Regions from separate parts of the Mus musculus genome. Here region 1 is linked to region 2. Evidence: chromatin contacts called from public Hi-C data. All regions are on one chromosome and are shown on one strand. Each heading gives the region's core, a stretch centred on a gene start, on an enhancer-like site or on the middle of the called end of the contact. The rest is flanking DNA. Distances are from core to core; before and after follow the strand shown. Region 1 overlaps Git2 (GIT ArfGAP 2). Region 2 holds the start of Trpv4 (transient receptor potential cation channel, subfamily V, member 4).

Evidence for each region. A called contact is a pair of places that touch in the nucleus more often than the background predicts.
Region 1: a Hi-C map of embryonic fibroblasts shows a contact between it and region 2, with 2.8 times the contacts expected there. The contact joins the enhancer-like site here to the promoter of Trpv4 in region 2. A contact is called at or near these places in 1 of 39 promoter capture datasets (Sertoli cells), 1 of 484 Hi-C or Micro-C datasets (embryonic fibroblasts), 1 of 115 datasets of contacts at active chromatin or transcription factors (embryonic stem cells) and 2 of 9 other capture datasets (adipose tissue and liver).

What each region holds. Positions count from the first base shown.
Region 1 is chr5:114,742,724-114,748,226 of GRCm38.p6, forward strand. It overlaps Git2 (GIT ArfGAP 2), which reads right to left. Exons shown (of 20, transcript NM_001347400.1): 12 at 5,461-5,503; 13 at 2,706-2,848; 14 at 1,008-1,157. Among named protein-coding and RNA genes, the nearest start is that of Mir7028, 26 kb to the left of the region's middle. Within about 2 kb of position 1,263, at least 62 of the 459 cell types and tissues checked have an H3K27ac peak or open chromatin away from gene starts, as enhancers often do. A contact at or near this core is called in embryonic fibroblasts, where this site is marked.
Region 2 is chr5:114,656,188-114,662,001 of GRCm38.p6, forward strand. Trpv4 (transient receptor potential cation channel, subfamily V, member 4) reads right to left here and starts at 2,234. Exons shown (of 16, transcript NM_022017.3): 1 at 2,155-2,234.

The sequences.
Region 1 (5,503 bases), core at 13-2,512, 86 kb after region 2:
GCGATGCTTACGGTGCCCAGAGTCTAGGGCACAGCTGGCTTTCCCATCTGTCGCTCTCCATCATCATCCCAAGCACTGCCTTCCCCACTGACCTCTCCTACAGGCAGTTCCCAGTCCCTGAAGCAGGGGTTCTCAACCTTCCTGACGCTGTGTCCCCTTAACACAGTTCCTCATGCTGTGCTGACCCCTAACCATAAAATTATTTCGTTACTACTTCCTATCTGTAATTCTGCATTTTCCAATGGACTTAGGCGACCCCTGTGAAAGGATTGCTTGACGTCCCCTAAAGGTTGAGAACGGCTGCCCTGGGGGAATGACTAGGATAGTGCAGCGTACACGGGTTGCCTCTCCTTGTTAGTACAGGCAGACATGTGGCAGTCTTCTGTGTGTCAAGCCCTGCTCGAGGTGGTGACAGCAGGCTGAGATGCTGGCGAGGGTTGCCAGGGTAGCAGTCAGAGCCAGTGCCAGCAGAGAAAGCACGGCACATGGTACGTGCCAGGGCTTACGCTGAGAAGCACGTGCTTCTGCCTGCTCTGTCTGCATGGTGAGATTAATTTTAAGAATCAGCAATAGGTGTGGAAAATCACACCCAAGCAGTAGCTTCCAGATTCCCAGAAAGCCCAGGACAGGGCAAAGTTATGCTATCTCACACCAATAGTGGGCTGCTAGGTCTCTCCTAGGGGAGTTTACTCTGAATGCATTTTTAGGTGCAAACCCAAGGCTTTGTGTCCATACATACACTGAATTAGAATCCCAGCCAAGCACAGGCCCTGGCCCAGGCCTTGCTCATGCTAGGCAGATGCACCACCCACCACTGGGCTATAGTCTCTGTGCTACACTGAACACGTTTCTCATCAGAGCGCTGCATTTCAAACATACACACACAGCCTGCTTTCAAGAGGACAGTATGTCTATGTCTGTTATAGTAAATGTTTTCTTCCCTCTGACCATAAGCATGGTGACCGGGATCAACGAGTCAACCATCCTGGCATTTATTAACATGTTACCTTTTTCTGCATAATTCTCAGCTCGTCACTCAAGTTGTTATTCACCTTCATTAGCTGCTGTCTCTTGGCCTCAGAAGCCACTAGGGCGCTTTTGACCTCCATAAATTCCTGCACAGTGACTGGTCCATCTGACAAATCTGAATCTAGGCTCTAAAAATAAACCGGGAAAATGTTCACAATCCGCGATGATGATGTTAAAGACTAACAGCTAAAGAATGTCCATCTCCACCACGCCCGCTGGACTGCAAAGGTGGACCATATGAAAGGCAGGGGCACTCCAGGACTCATGACACTCTGCAGAGCTTCCTGCAGGAGCAGGCAGAGCGCTGCAAACCTCTGTGGACACTGGCTGCCAAGGCTCTGCGCTGCCCTGCACACACTGTCCTTGCTAACTTAAAGAGCTTACTCTATGGATTCACTCGCTCCACATGACCTAGTGAGCATCAGTCAGTCTCCAGTGCGCTGTGACAGAGAGGACAGGCTGCTACATCCATGGCGCTCACACTCCAGCAGCACAGGAAAGGGGATGGCTAAGGTGTTCCAAGGCAGGACAGAGGGACTGAGTGCTGGGGACACAGACAATGGAGCGGGTGGGACGCAGCAGCTGGCTGGGCTGCCTGGGGAGGAGCTGGGGGAGCTGGAAGGCGTGCCTGAGGAGGCCAGGGCTCCTGAGAGTCCAGCAGCAGTGCTCAGCGAGAGGCTGAAAGGGCAGCAGGAGCCCAGCCAATCAATGGATGGTCCGTCCCTGAGGGACTGGTAATGACCCTGCCTGTAACTGAGTGGACTGGCACGGGGCAGTCCAGGTAGGGGCGTCCCTTCTGCCAATATCAAACAGCAAATGCTGGACAAATCTAAGCTTATCTCCCTGCTTCAAACCTGCAGACCTCGGCAGCCTAGCTTCTTGTTTATTTGTTACTCAGTGTCTGTGGAGTGCCTATCTGAGTCTGTCCTGAGGGTTCAGCCTGCAGACCCCTTGGCCCTGTCCCCTGTTCACTCAACAGTGCCCTGTCTCTCTCCCTGGGCCCCACTGGCCTGAGCCCTGAGGCCGTGCTGCAATGCCCTTTAGAGCTGAGGTCCTCACTGTGCTGTCCAGAGTCTCTGCACAGTGTGGGGCTCTTCTAGGCTGTTCCAGCCCAGGCTTTCTTGTTCTGCCTTCTACGCGGGTGCAGGACAGCACATCTATGAGGCCTTGTTTCAGAGCCCTGTACTGTCAAGAGCTCCTCCCTTGATGCTCTCTCTTCCAAACTCCTAACCTCCAGCTTGTCTGCTCTTGCGATGCGCACCACCTGTGCAGTGCATAGTCTCCTGTCCCCTGCTTCCCCATCAGTGAGGTCATGAGGGGAGGAGCTAAGCACACTGGGACACAGAGAAGCCTCCAGTCCTGACCTCAGCCTAGAGTCAACGCTGATCCTTCACTTGCTCAGTGACAGGGCCTTATTTTAAGAGCATTTATTTAATCTTTGCTTGGCTTGAGTTAGCAGTGAGCCTAACTTGAGCCCTCTCACAGCACCTTCCAAGGCCTAACCCTTCTGCCAGTTTTACTTTTTCTGCCATGTGTATGTGTCTTCTGGTGGCACTGGGAAATAAACTCAGGGCCCTGTATATACTGGCGAGCACTCCACCATTCAGCTACAGCCCCAGGGCAAGAACACATTTTAGGAGGAGCACGTCTGTCCTGTGGGAGGTGTGTCCTCTCACCTTCTGCCGGTTTGCCTTGCTTGCCCTCGTCTCCACGTCTGTGTCTTCATCGGAGGCCACACTGTCATAGTCTGGCTGGTCGTTGTCTTGGCTCTCAGTGCTGTGCTGGGTACTGACTGTTCTCAATATGAGCTCCACATTGTCTGTTCACAGAAGGAGAAAAACTACTTCAGAGTTAAAATATATTTTTCCTTCTAAAAAACTACTAAGGTGACTTTCTGGTTTAGCCATTAAAGGGTGAAGAAAATGACAGAAAGAGCAACGCCCGCAGAGGCTTAAGGGACAGTCACACAGAGCAGTTCCAATGCTTCCCACTCACCACAGAGCTCAGCCACACCCCTTGGGGTGGCTGCCAGACTGAGGGGGGAAGTCACAGGTTTGCATGCACAGGGCACTGCTTCAGCCATAAGAACATAAGGTGAGCCAGGCAGTGGTGGCGCACGCCTTTAATCCCAGCACTCAGGAGGCAGAGGCAGGTGGATTTCTGAGTTCAAGGCCAGCCTGGTCTACACAGTGAGTTCCAGGACGGCCAGAGCTACACAGAGAAACCCTGTCTCAAAAAATCCAAAAAAAAAAAAAAAAAAAAAGAGAGAAAACACCCAGCCTAGAAGTCAGGTGCAAAGACAAGAACAGCAGTGGTCACTCATATACATCCAGGCTGTGAGACAGACAAGGGGACACTGGACCAAGTAGACACACACGTGTCTACATTATCAGTAGTGTCCATTCCACAGACGGGGAGCAGTGACTTACACACTCTTGCACATTTAGAATAAGTGTTCAGAAATCCCCAAACATTTTTGGTTTATTTGAGGCAACTCAAGTTAAGCTCCAATTTCCAAAGATGTTTTACAGACAGCTTCATCTGGACAGTGAATTCTGATTTCTTAAGATATAGCGGTCCTATTTTAACTTTTACAATGAATCTTTAAGATTCACCAGCATGGCCGGGTGGTGGCGGCGCACGCCTTTAATCCCAGCACTTGGGAGACAGAGGCAGGCGGATTTCTGAGTTCAAGGCCAGCCTGATCTACAGAGTGAGTTCCAGGACAGCCAGAGATATACAGAGAAACCCTGTCTTAAAAAAAAAAAAACAAAAACCAAAACAAACAAAACAAAACCCACCAGCATGCCAATACAGAGATACGGTACAAAGACTGAATACAGAGGCTGTAACCACTCGTGAGGGACAGTGGCGATCACCCAGGCTGAGACACGCTGGCCTGCTTCTTCTAGTTACTGTTCTAAGCATATATGCACACATACAGGCTTGTCCTCAGTGAATACAGGCTAAAAGCTTGTCACTCACTGAGACAAAGGACTACAGTTCCTGAGAGCCGCCAGTCACAGCCTTATCATGAGCCAGTCCACACACGCTTCTGTTTAAGGACACCCTGTGTGACACATACCGTGGATTCATGACCACAGTCTGAGGCCACTCCATTCACACCAGGAAGATGCTCACTGTGCACACACAGCTTCCCACGAACCTCTCCTTAGCCCTCTTGCATGCAGGCACACTGTTCAACATCTTCCCATTGTGCTCAGAGCCTTTGTTAGAGCAGTGAAATCACCAACAAAAAGTATGAGAACACAGGCAAACATGGCACTGAGCAGTCTACGCGAGGCCAGTGACAGGGTATGAAACTGAAACCTGCAGGAGGGTACCAGCCTCAGCCTCAGCCAGACATCCAGACAAGCATCAAATCTGCTGTCGAGGAGCAACCACATGTGCATATTCATCTGGGGAAGGCACCTTTCCCTGTACAGTTACTTATATTAATACACACACCTTACAAAACAGAGACTATAGCAAACCTTTAAAGACTGTATTGTTTTACTCCACACCATGAAGTATTTCCAGGAGATGTCTGTACATTAATCATGTGACTGTTTCTCTAGAATTTATTATTTAGTTGTTTCTAATGTTTTTGACATTATACACAATATGGAATCTCTCATTATTTCTCTTTTAGAGTGGGCATATTTTGAGGTTTCAAGTTTATACAAAACCTCTCCAGACTGCAACCTCACCAATTTAATGCCACTTCTCAGAGCATCTTTACTGCTGGCTGGATTGATAGGACCAAATTCCTCAACAATCAAGAAGAAACATAAATTACTGTTACTTAATAATTCCTGCCTTAGGGGAGTGTGATATTGACAGGAACCTTAATTTTTATGGTACAAACATCTTGTTCAAGTACCTCAAAATAAAAAGGCATAGTTCCTGTATCTATAAAAAAAACAAGAACAAACTTAAGGGCTGGCTAGGAGGAAGCGGGCCCTACGTCTGGAGATAGGGCCTGTAAGAGCCATTCTGAAATAGATGCTCAGCGGACATCCCAAGGCTTCTCGCTACAGACATTTAAAATTATAGCAGTAAACAGTACTTATTCAGAGGCAGGGGTTCTGAGTTAAGTGACAGCTGCCATCAAGAGTCTCCATCGCCTCACTTTATGTCCTTAATAAATTTAAGAGTTAGGCTTTTGGGTTAATTTCAACATGCCAATTTTTGGGGAAAATAAGTGATTATGAAAAAATACATATAAAATAAATGTGAATTATACGTAGTAACTTTGAGGTACGCCTTATTCTTCAGGGTTCCAACAGGTACTTCTCTGTCATAGTCTATTAGTGAGGAGACTCTCAGGATGGCTGTTCTTATGACTGCCCCATCACCTCCAGCTCGGGACTCCACAGTGCATCCCAGAAGGCCCAGGTGCTCTCGGCTGGGGCTGGGCTGGACACTTGCCTTTTGACCTGGACAGAGGACTGCCCTGTTGTCTCCTCTTGGC
Region 2 (5,814 bases), core at 984-3,483:
AGGATTGGGGTGTAGCTCAGTGAGGCCCTGGATTTCTGGACACTACCGGGTCCCCCCCAGCCTGGGGACCCCTGAGCTCCCTGAGTCATTCCCTGCGATTGTGTCCGCTCTACAGCTAAAAGGATCTTGCTATACCACACAAACAATGGTGGCATCTCCCCCTTCCCACCCACCCCCCAACTTTCAGAGCTTCTAAGTTGGCCTTGGCCTGGCTCACACAACTCTGGACAAACGGAAGTGTCTCTGCTCCCCACACCCTACATCCCCCAGCGCAGAACTGGCGAGACGTGTCTCAGCTAGTGCAGGTCCCTCCTAATGCCCTCTCCCCCAGTCCTGTTTTTATTCTTCAAGGTGCAGCCCAGTCACCACCTTGATCAAAGGCACCCTGATGCCTTCTGGATCTGTCTTCCTCCCTCAGGCATGAGACAGTGCTGCCCACCAGGAGCTGCAGCTGTGGAAGGGACGAGAATGGGGCATATGAGCTCGGGTCACACCCCTCACACGATAACTAGGCCAATCTCAATCTAAGGGGCCAGCATCCTGTGGTACCGAGCTTCCAAGAAGCCCCTACTGGGGACAGGGAAGCAGGTGAGGGCCAGAAGAGGAGGAGGCCTTCCTTCTTGGACATACGGCATCTGGATTTCCTCGAAAGTCCAGGCACCTTCTCGGGGCTCAGAGGAATCCTCCACCCAGGCACACCTCAGACTCCAGTGGATCTCACACAAATGTCCTCTGATGCCACCATCCCTTCTGGCTTCAAAGAGAGTCTGAGCAAAGCCAAGAAGGATGTTTGCCAATTGTGGGGAGCCCCTGCTCCCAGAGATGTCCGAAAAAATCAAGAAGGAGGGGGGAGGTCTCCCTTGGTCTTCTCTACAGCAGACAGGAGGAAGGCATTAAAACGGCCTTTTCGCCAGGCAGTGGTGGTGCATGCCTTTAATCCCAGCACTTGGGAGGCAGAGGCGGGTAGATTTCTGAGTTTGAGGCCACACTGGTCTACAAAGTGAGTTCCAGGACAGCCAGGACTGCACAGAGAAACCCTGTCTCGAAAAAAACCAATAAATAAATACATACATAAATAAATGCATAAATAAATAAAATAAAATGGCCCTTTCCTATTCTCTGTCAAGACAGTGTGGAAATGGAATGGCCAGCTCAAACTGCTGCGGCAAACCCCTCCAGGGCTCCCTCAACAGCCCCAGAATGTGTTCCCATAACAATATTAAAGAAGTACTGCGGTTCAGGCAGCTAGGGGACTAGACCAAGGTCACACCGCAGAGGAGGGCAGAGCATGCCCAGAGTCCACCCAGACTGTGCTCCTAACATAGTGATGACTGACAGACACCTCACCTTGGGCAGCACCAGGCCTGAGCTGTCCCCACATGGCCAACAGCCAAGGCATTCGGGCTCAGCTCTGCCAGGATTTCTTACCTCGCTGAACAAAGATCACATGCGATGTGCGCTCAGAAGTACAAGGTTCGTGCCACCCCCTCCCCAGTCCGGGCTGAGGACTTCATCCCTCGGTACTTCCTAACCCGGGCTGTGGACAGGCCAGTGGGGAGGGTTTTCAAAGCAGCCAGCCAGCGCCCAGGTTTCAGCTCACTAGGCTCCATCCTTACCCCCAAGCCTGGGTTTCTTCATCTACACAGGGGACGGGGCACGGCTGGGCTGGGCCCTTCTGGAATGGAAGACAGTCCCAAGGGAGTCTGAAGTTGGATTTTTCAGTCAAATGGGGAGTTTGGAAATCTCTTCCTGTCCTAGGAGGCCACTTCGAGTCTCCAGGGTAAAACTAAGGTTAAAGTTTTGCATCCTCTCCCCGGCGGGGCCATCTCTCTGAAACTCCAAAAAGCAGCCCTGGAAGCTGCGGGCGCGCAGTTCCCTCCCACGCGCCCATCCCTGCCACGCGCCCTACCTAAGTGGAGCTGGTCCGGGGTAGGTGGCCGCCCCTGGCCTTTGGTTTCGGGACTCGGGTCTAGGTGACCTAGATCTGCACCACACTCCCCCAATCCCAGGTCGGCGCCCAATCCACAGGTGACTTTCGTGGTGGCGTCGCCTCCCGCTATCCCGCGCGCGGCGGGGACGGCGAACCTCGAACCCCGTCATTGGGAGGGGTCGCGAGGAACTCGCGGATCCCTTCCCCGGAGCAGCCCCACTCACCTCAGGACGCGGGCGCAGCGCCGCCGCTTCCTGATCCCTCCGGCCGCGTCCTCCTCCTGCTGCGCTTCGGCCGCGCCGCCCCGCGGGGTCCCGCCCACCCGCGCCCGCCCACCCCAGGGTCCTCCCCGGCCTGCGCGCCGCCACCTGGCTCGGTGCCTCGCTCTTCCATTCATCCCTGGTTCCTGCGCCCAGGCCGTCGCCTGCCCAGCCCGGGAACCCGCTTGCCCGGCAGCTCACACCCATCAAAGGCTGGTAGAAAAAAGCCCGCGAGGCACACCGGGCACTGGAGAGGACTCCCCGCCACCCACCCACACACTACCCACCAAGCCACGGCTCTCCTTAAGTCTGAACCTCAGAGTCTCCATTCTGAACCTCCACCTATAGCCATCATCCGGAAGATGCTAGGGGCACCAGGTCTTTACAGAGCCCCTAACATCACCGTTCCTTTTCCTAGGCTGGGTGGGGGACTGCCTTGGTGAGCCTAGCGACTTCCTTGCGGTCCTTGTTCAGCCTGCCCGCAGCACAGTACTAGGGATGACCAGCCTGGGCAAACAGCAGGCCGGGGGGTGGGGTTGGGGGTGGGGTGTAGAAAGAAGGATTGAAGGGGCCTAAATAAAAACCAACATGGCGACCAACTTAAATCTTAATAGCTAACTCACTAATTAAGCTGTGTGTTTGGAGCGGGGTGGCATTGGCAAGTAAACCTCTTTTAACTGAGCCTGAGGTGAGCTGGGCCCACTTACAGTTGGGAAACAGGCCTGGATAGGAGGGTGGGCCTCCGCAAGCCACTGCCTTGGGGTGGGGAAAGAACATCGCTATTTGGGTGGCCGTGGTCTCCAGCAGAGTGAGCTGGCAGCTGTCTGGCAGCCGTGAGGGGGTGTGCGCGATGCCCCCTTACCTCCCCGACAGGAAGCCTGAAGCTCAGGCCTTTCACACCTGAAGTTGGGGCTGAACGGAGGCTGAGGCATCCATCAAAGAGGCTGACTTGTTCTTCAGGGTGGGGAGGAAAGAACCCTCAGCACTTAGTTGCCTTGCTCACCCAGTCCCATCTCACAGACTGGGAAACTGAGGCTCCCATGCAAAAGAGACTGTGGCTCGGCCTAGGAGGCTGGTGATTGACAGCTACAAGGACACCCGGATAAAAATTCTGCCCTGCCACAGATTAGGTAATGCCCCTACGTGGATGCTTGGGGTTCTTCAAGAGGACCCTGAATCTAGTCAACAGGGCCAACACCTGGGCTTAGCAGATGCTTTTACAAGCTTGGGTTGAGGGCCCTGGCCTGGGAGATGGCTCAGTTTGGTAAAGTGCCTGCCGGGTAAACTCGAGGCCTTGAGTTCAGCCACCAGAATCCAGATTTTAAAAAATCCCCAATGTGGTTCCACACATTCACGATCTCAGTGCTAAGAAAGTAGGGGCAGGCAGATCCCGGGGGCTCAGAGACCCTGCCAAAACACAGCGTGGATGACCCTGAGAAACTCCTAAGGTCGACCCTCTGGCTTCCTTCCGCATCCCACACACCAAGAGCTGGTTGAACAAGGTATGCCATCCTGACACTGGGATGGCTGAGGCCAACCTGGGCTACACAGCAAGAGTCTGATGGATAGAGCCTGGGTTAGTAGAACCCAGACCTGTGAAGTTCTTGTTCACTGGGTAGAGTTTTAGCTTCACAAGAGGCAGAAAATAGAGGTGTTGGATGGTATGGTGGCTGCATAATCTGAATGTCCTCAATGTCACTGATCTGTGTCCTTAGAAGCAAGACAGGCTGGGATAGAGGGCTTGCCTAGTGTGTGGGAGTCTTTGTGTTCTGTCCCCAGCAAGACAGGCATAGGCACAGACACGCACACAGAGTGAGACACACACAGATGTACAACCACACACACACACACACACACACAGAGATGGTCTCTCTCATGTGCATGCATACTACATTCAAAGTGGTGATCTTGAGGCTGGAGAGATGGCTCAGCAGTTAAGAGCACTGGCTGTTCTTCCAGAGGTCCCGAGTTCAATTCCCAGCAGCCACGTGGTGGCTCACAACCATCCGTAATGGGATCTAATGCCCTCTCTTGACATGCAGGTGCATGGAGATACAGCACTCATATACATAATCAATCATTTTTTTAAACTGTGACCTTGGCAAACACTGGGTAGACTTACACATGGGAAGTGGAAACTCAGGAGGACAGGGTTCGTTTGTAGCATCAGGATCTTCCCAGGCAGGAGGGGGAGCAGGGAGAACAGTGTAGTGAGGTACCCAGCAAACACAAGCTAGGGACACTGAATACCTCAGGACCCCTGTTGGACTGGTGATCCTCCTGCCTCTACCTTGAAAGACAAGAGGCTGTTGATAGCAAGCAGGGATACTTTTTGCTGGGAGGGAAGAAACATTAGTGTCAGGGAGTCCCATAGAGCCTTAGGGGCAGGTGTCAGTCCTGAATCCCACACAGCTCCAGGGTGGGATGGATCACTCCTCCTCTGGGGGCTCCTGGATGGCAGCGGAGGTCTTGTGTCCTGTGCTTATGGGGTGCCCCCTGTATGCCAGGCCCAGTGTCGTGTGCTATAGAGATCCAAGAGCTGTGGAGCTTAGCACCAGGTTACAGAACAAGATAATTAGACCTCATGTGACAGTTGTCACAGCAAAGATCTGATTTATCACCAGCCCTAGACACCTCCTGCCAGTCTAGAAGGGAAAAAGCCGGCAGGCCACTTGTAGAGGATGCTATCACTGGAAGGATTTAAACTCAAGTTGCAGACCCTCGGGCTGGACACAGACAACAGGAACACGGTCTCTACAGAGAGGGCTACAGAGCGAGGCTTTGAACATCCACATCATGTGGAAAACCAGCAGCCAGTTCCTCAAATGTTAAGTACACAGTGACACATGATTCAGCAATTTCATTTCCAAGGGACACAGCTGAAGGAACCGAAAGCTCGTGTCTGGTAAAAAAAAAAAAAAAAAAAAAAAACACTAGAGAGTGTTCAGAGCAGTGGCATTGGAAACAGCTTAAAAGTAACCCAGATGTTACTTACACAGATCAATCAGGTGTTTGCATCTGTTCAAGGGAGTAGTAGTCTCAATGGAAAGGGGACACGTCACCAATTCATCCTTCCATAAAGCTGAACCTCAAAAAAGTGAAGATGCCCCCCCCCCGCCCCCGCCCCACTCAGGAGGTGTCATGTAACAGTTTTCTCTGAGATTGAAACATTCCATGCTGCAGGGAAGCTCCCTAGGCAGGAAGGTAAACAACTCAAATAGCTTCAGGAAGTTCTTGAAGCTGAAAAGATTCACTAGGCTCCTCCCTGCCAGAGAAAGCCTAATCAGTCAAGCTGCAAAGAAGACGCAGAGTAACTGTACTGTACTGCAAAGAAGAATGAGAGCTGACCTGCTGTCAGGCAGAAGCAGAAACCACCGGAGATGCCAGCAGGTTATGCAGTGCCATCCCAGTTCTGTGAGCTGTCACCCATGCTGGGGATGGGCTTTGGTGAGGCAGCTGTCTTTGAGACATTTTTGCTCCTGTAAGTAACTCCGATAGGGGCTGGAGAGATGGCTCAGCGGTTAAGAGCACTGACTGCTCTTCCACAGGTCCCGAGTTCAATTCCCAGCAACCACATGGTGGTTCACAACCACTTGTAATGAGATCTGACTCCCTCTTCTGGTG